Linked DNA regions of Gossypium arboreum: region 2 is linked to region 1. A link is a contact called in public Hi-C data. All regions are on one chromosome and are shown on one strand. The core of a region is the stretch at or near the end of the contact, and the rest is flanking DNA. Distances in the headings are between cores, read along the strand shown.

Region 1 (3,199 bases), core at 208-2,707:
TTAATATATCAAAGTTCAGTTGTGACATTATGGCACAAACAACTGAAGATAGGTTACATTCATCTCCAGAAAGGAGCCAACCACCAAATTTGGCTATAAATTTCTATCACACCACGTTTCACTTTCAAGATGAATAGCATTGAACCAAGTATAAAGTTGGCCACTGTAAATTCAGGATATAACATGCCTAGAAGCCTAGAAACTACACAATAATTGTTACAAAGACCAATGCACTTAAAACTCAAGTCCTGATTCCCTTCAACCAAATCTTCATCAGTTTCAGCTTGACCTCACCCCCATGGCCTAAAAGAGAACAATCTCCTAGTTCATTGCTAGGTTTCACTGATTCCTTTCAATCCACACAAATTGCTCATTTGCTCCTTCATGTGAATTTTAAAATAATTTGATTGGATTCCATTAAAAATCCCTCTAAACACTCCTAAATCCTAATCATAGAAAAGCTATGATAGCCAAGAAATATCAAAAAGCTTCCGTGCATTAAACTATTTAGTAAATGGTAATCGGAAAATGCTAAAGTGAACGACATTAGCCAATACCGTGTCGAGTAGCCACAAAAAGAAAAAAAAATGTTGATTGCCCCAACATTCGATAAACTATGTCTTATATCTATTTGAACATGGTGTGGGACAATAAACGTAGGACAACTTAACAATGCTCATGATAACTACTAAATGTAGGAAAAGTGGCTGTCTATAGTTGGTGAAGCATATCCAATCGATAAAGCTACAAAGAACTGAAGATTTTCGATAAGAAAATTCCTCGATACAGCTAAATTATATACATTAGCAAGTTACCATCTTTTTGCTCATTTCTAGCAAGCTTCAACGTTAAGTTCAAATATCCATACATGATATTATCAATTTTTCAAGAAATATAACATAAACGTATAAACTAGGCCAAGAAATTCACACCCAGAAAAAAATGGGAGCCATTGTAAGTTACCTCAATTTGGGGTTCTTGAACTTGTTGTTGGGTATGAATAGTGTCAGTTTCACCTCCAGTGGAAGCAAAAGGAACCAAGTTGAGGAAGCGAAGAGAGGGAGTGAAGCTGAAGCGGAGGGGACGGCTTGAAGGAGGAAGTCTTTGTTTGAAGCAGACATGGAAGGGCTTCGAAGAGTTTAAAGAAAAGGTTGTAGCAGGTGGAGTTAGAGGAGGAGGGGACTTAAACGGCAGCGTCTTAATGAGAGTAGCCATGGGAGAAGAAACTATCTTGAGAATGCGAAGAGGTACAAAGAGAGAGGGAGATGTAGGAAGAGGGCAGAATAGGGTGGGTGACAGACAGACAGATAAAAGAGAAAAGCTGAGGTTTTATTTCGGCCGTTGGATGATTGTTTGTTAAGCCGATCCTAGCGACCGTTGCTTAATTGATTGATAATAACTATATTAAAAAAGTTATTCAAAATTATATTTAAATACATAAATAAATCTTCACCACATCCTCTGACTAAATTTTTTGAAATATATTTCCAATATAAAATTTCTTCTTCCACCTGTATCTGGTGGAAGGAGCAATATATCCATTCCATCCAATATGTGTTATAAAATTATTTAAATTTAAAATTTTCATATTTTTAATAATATTTTTGATTAAAAAAAAAATGAAAGGCACGGAGCGTTCTTGTCCCAATCACAGACAACTGAGTATAAAACAATCAACATTTCCTTTTTCTTTTGGAAAAACAATAAAAATTCCCCCAAAAATCAAACCTCTAAAATTTCCAGTTTCCCCCGATGCATGCTGCAAAATAAAGTATCGGGGATGCTGCATATTTTATGTTCAGCCGTATATCTCTTAGAAGAGCAAGGGGAATAGTCACTGTTACCGGTGATATCGGTGATGGTTACCTTGGTTTCGACCAAAAAAATATTCATGCTGGGTTTTTATTATTGTTTTTTTGAAGCTTTTTAGGGTTTGTTTGAGGTTTTTTTTTTAAATTTTGGAAGATCATTATTTTCTTATATTGAGAAATGGGAAGTAGAAAAGAAGAAGAAAGAAACGAAAAGATAATAAGAGGTCTCATGAAGCTGCCTCCTAATCGTCGTTGCATTAACTGTAACGGCGTGGTAATTTTTTTCAAGCTTTTCTTTTAAATTTTATTTTATGAGGTGGTGAGGTGGGGTCGGGGGGAGGTTTCATAGTTAAGGTGTGCTAGGGATGCTGGCAAAGCCTGGGAAAAATGAAAAAAAGAGATGGGTTCTGAAATTTGTTCTTTTTTGTTACTTAAAGTCTCTTGGAAGAGTTAGTTTTTAGTTGATGAGTTAAGCAGAATGGATAGAGATTTCTGGTTATGTAAATGGTTTTAGAAATGTGTTTTTTTTTTTTTGGGGGGGGGGTTAATTTTGTAAGAAATGACTTTAGCTGATTGTTGTGAGTCAAGTTCTGTTTGGAGTCTGGGAAAGTGTAAAAAAAAAAAGGAAAAAAAGAAAAAAAACGAAGGTGGATTTGAGGTTATAGAAAATGTTTCTTAAAATGAGTTTCTCGAATTTCATGAATACAACGCAACTATTAGTAATGAATGTCAAGATGGTAAATAAGATGTTTTAAAAAGAGTGTTGAAATTTGCTTTTTCGTTTCATTTTATAATTAACTTAGACTAACAGATTTCAACTTCCAAGTTTTTACCCTTTTTTTCCTGCTCAAATCAGGCTAACCCGGTTCTTCAGGATTACTTGAATGGATTAAATTAACTTTATTCGAGCATCCAGTGTTGAACTTTTTTTATTTTTTTTCCATTTTAATGTCCTCCATTTATCTGATATTAATTTTTGGTTCTATCATTTCAGGGTCCTCAGTATGTTTGCACAAACTTTTGGACTTTCGTTTGCATGGCTTGCAGTGGGATCCAGTGAGTATTTTCTTTTAGTTTCTCAAGCATCCACAATTTTCCCATATAAATAATAGTCACTTTTGTGAAGCTTTACGTATTTGGTAGTATGTAACTTTATCAGTTGTATACATCAATAAATTATGATTTTTGCAATTTAAACGTTTTTGTAACTTTTGTCGTTTCTCATTTTTATGATGTTAAGCTCCTTAACTTAAAGATTTATCTCATCATTTGTTCAAATTTGGTTGATGGTTGCATCTTTGTCTTTATCCTTAACTCCAACAGAATCATGCTAAGTAAAGTCTTTCGAATCTTTATCCTTTTTTGCCCCATCTTTGTGGTAATTTGTG
Region 2 (3,119 bases), core at 295-2,794, 420 kb after region 1:
CAAGATTCCTATCACGTACCCCATCTGCCACAGGCTCCCTCTTACTAAATACATCTTCACTCCCCAGCATATCCGGCAGAATTTCCCTCTTCTGGGATAACAAATCATTTGACATTCCCTGAATGACTCCATTGTCGCAATCAATACCCGTACGCTCATCAACTAACATCTTATAAGAAATGGAACTATCGTCTTCCTCAACTTCACTAACCTCATTATCAGCCAAACTAACTTTCCCATAAGCATTCTCTACTATACCCCTCCTCTTACCTACATGTCTTTCTACAACAAAATCACCATGATCAACATCTCTCTCAACTACATAATTTCCTTCTGTGGCTCCAGTTTTCAATGGTGAAACTTTATGACTAATTTTCTCTTCTTTTTCTTTTTCCTTTTCATCTATTTCGGGTATGTTTGGTGACCCAAAACTCAAAAGAAGACCAAGCAAAACAGCAGTGCAAACCAAAACAGGAGATGCAGTCACCAAAACTGAAAACATGAAAGGAAAAGATCTATACAAATATATAATAAAACCAACCAAACCAACAAATATTGGATGATTCCAAACCAATCTATAACTTGTTTTAACTGATACCACCATAAATTTCCAAACTCTAACTCCAAATTCCAATTTTCCACGCGCCATCTCTCTCTCTCTCTCTCTCTCTATGTAAAAACCTATTTATTCTCAATTTCCAATCTGTTTAAAAATAAGTTAAAATTAGAAACAAAACAACAAAATGTATGCAAAGCAAATAAATTCATCAGAAAATTTAACTGTAAACTCACCTTAGGGGTACAATTAAATGAAAGAGAGACCAAGCAATAGAAGATCAACCCAATACCTGAAAGGCAACAATGGGGAGTTTTTGAGTGGTGAATTGCTAATTAAATTAAAATAAAAGAAGGAATTCTAAGAAAAGCTCAAAATCCTCAAATTATAAATTTGGAAGAAAGGATCAAACAGCCAATAATACCTGGGAAAATTCAGAAACCCCAAGGCTTCTGAAGGTTGAAAATTGAAGCAGAATGGGATATTTTAAAATGGGTTAAATACAAAGAGATCATTAATAAAAGAGGAAGCAAATGAAATCCTGTGTTCTTTTTGCCTACATTTTGGGATTAGCAAAAGAGCTATGAAGTAGAAATAGTTTCTGTATTGCATTAAAAGCCGAAGGAGACATGGGTGGCATAAAACAAGAGAATGATTGAAAAAGAAAGAGAAGAATGTTTCTATTAATCTATGCCAATATATATAAAAAGAATCCTGTATTTGTTTGACAGCTGTCCTAAAAGGACATAGATGCCATTTTTTTTATTTGGGTTTTTCTCGCCAAATTTTTTGGGGAGATCACAAGGCGTTTTAGCGAGAGATCCACCCTCTACATCACAACCTCGCTCAATCAATCTTTCCAATTTCCGATGATTCAACCCTAAGCTGCAGGAACCTTAATTTTTAATTTAAAATATATTACACCTGCTTATGAGTCAGATTATTCCTCTTGGTGGAAAGATTTGTTCGAAAACTGACAAAGTTTTGATAAAATATACAACTCGAAAAATGAGTTTGATTAAAATTAAAAATGTATTTTCAATATGACTTGAGCCGTATAAAAGATTTTTTCCTGAATTTAGTCTTATTCGATTTGAATATATTAAATTAAATAATAATTTTATATATTTAATATAATAATTTATTCAATTAAATAATTCAACTTAAAATATAAATTTTAAAATTATATTTAATACAATAAAATATTTATTATATTTATTTGTATTTTTAATATAATAGAACATTTATTATATTTATGATAATTTTTTAATATTAATACTTTTTAATGTGTTAAAAAACTTTTATTTTAACGTTTTAGTGTATTTAATGTATTATATTTTTTAAAATTTATTTTAAACAAAAATTAATCTAAGAAAATTAAATATGGATTGATTAGGTTGAGTTCGGATTTACCTTTTTTAAATATGGTTGGACTTGGGGAAAAAGTAAATCTATTTTTTAATTAATTTTATTATTATTTGATGTTTATTTTTTATTTTCTGAGATGGCAAATGAGTGTTTTCTCATCCATTAGTGAAGATGAAACACAACCTGGAAAATGTTTTAGTTCACATTTATAGCTAAAGGGTAAGTTTCCTGAGGTTCATTCTCTATTAACATTAGCTAAAACTAATGATCCATGTACAGTTTTGAATAAGGAAGTCTTAACATAAGCAGAAAGAATTGTAAAGCCAGATCCACATGATTTTTCTCCTCTAGGCTTGAGCTGCCATATCTGGAACCTCCGCATCTCTTGTTCCTGTAATCTTATCACTGATAGAGAGATGCTTCTTGTGAAATTGGTCTTTCCTTCTAGTTACAACCCTTTTCAAGGTTTTATTGGCACTCCAAATGCTGCACATGAACCACTATCTTCTGATGCTTTAACTTTATCCATGAATCGCTCTGTTTGGGTTTAAGCTGAACCCATTTTCGTCCCAGTTTTTCTCATCGTTTCAGCTCTGTTTCTATGCTACTATGCTTCAGTTTCTGCTCAAGAAGTTTGTAATGTCAAAAACAGAGTACATTTATCTTTTTTTTTTTTTTTTGGATTGCTAACATTATATATATATATATATGAAAATGAAATGATTACATGGAGAAGAGTGAGAAAGGGCCAAAACAATGGGGAGATCTTAAGATAGAATGGGCTGCTTGCAAAAATGGAGATTTACAGTCCCAAATCGATTTGTCAAGTCGATGAGTGAAAGCAATAAAGAAAACTGGGACAGCTATAGAAGATATACAAGCCTTTTCATTCAATTATCAAAAACAGAGGCCATGATATTTCTGTAAGAAATTAAATAATCCATCATATATGTACACACATTTAGCTTAAATAATGGGTTTTAATCAAAGTGATAAATGGCTTAAGGCGGATGATGGTAATTAGCTATTTTTTCCATGGGTTTTAAAATGATTTACTATAAACAAAAAAGTTGATTTATAGCTACGAAATCTGGGAATAAGCTATAATTTTTTTAAAAGGAACGAAACGAAATTTTAATTTTTAATAGTTTATATTTTTATAATTTTAAATAATTAAATTAAATTTTATAATTTT

The links. A called contact is a pair of places that touch in the nucleus more often than the background predicts.
Region 2: a contact with region 1 is called in a Hi-C map of leaf, with 4 times the contacts expected there. The contact joins the promoter of LOC108474189 here to the promoter of LOC108470783 in region 1. A contact is called at or near these places in 2 of 5 Hi-C or Micro-C datasets (both in leaf).

What each region holds. Positions count from the first base shown.
Region 1 is chr11:95,904,172-95,907,370 of ASM2569848v2, forward strand. LOC108470783 (probable ADP-ribosylation factor GTPase-activating protein AGD14) reads left to right here and starts at 1,458. Exons shown (of 12, transcript XM_053021757.1): 1 at 1,458-1,855; 2 at 2,806-2,867. The coding sequence starts at 2,848. LOC108470883 reads right to left here and starts at 1,333. Exons shown (of 3, transcript XM_017772387.2): 1 at 964-1,333. The coding sequence starts at 1,215.
Region 2 is chr11:96,325,280-96,328,398 of ASM2569848v2, forward strand. It overlaps LOC108474189, which reads right to left and starts at 1,545. Exons shown (of 4, transcript XM_017776116.2): 1 at 981-1,545; 2 at 793-848; 3 at 1-703. The coding sequence starts at 649.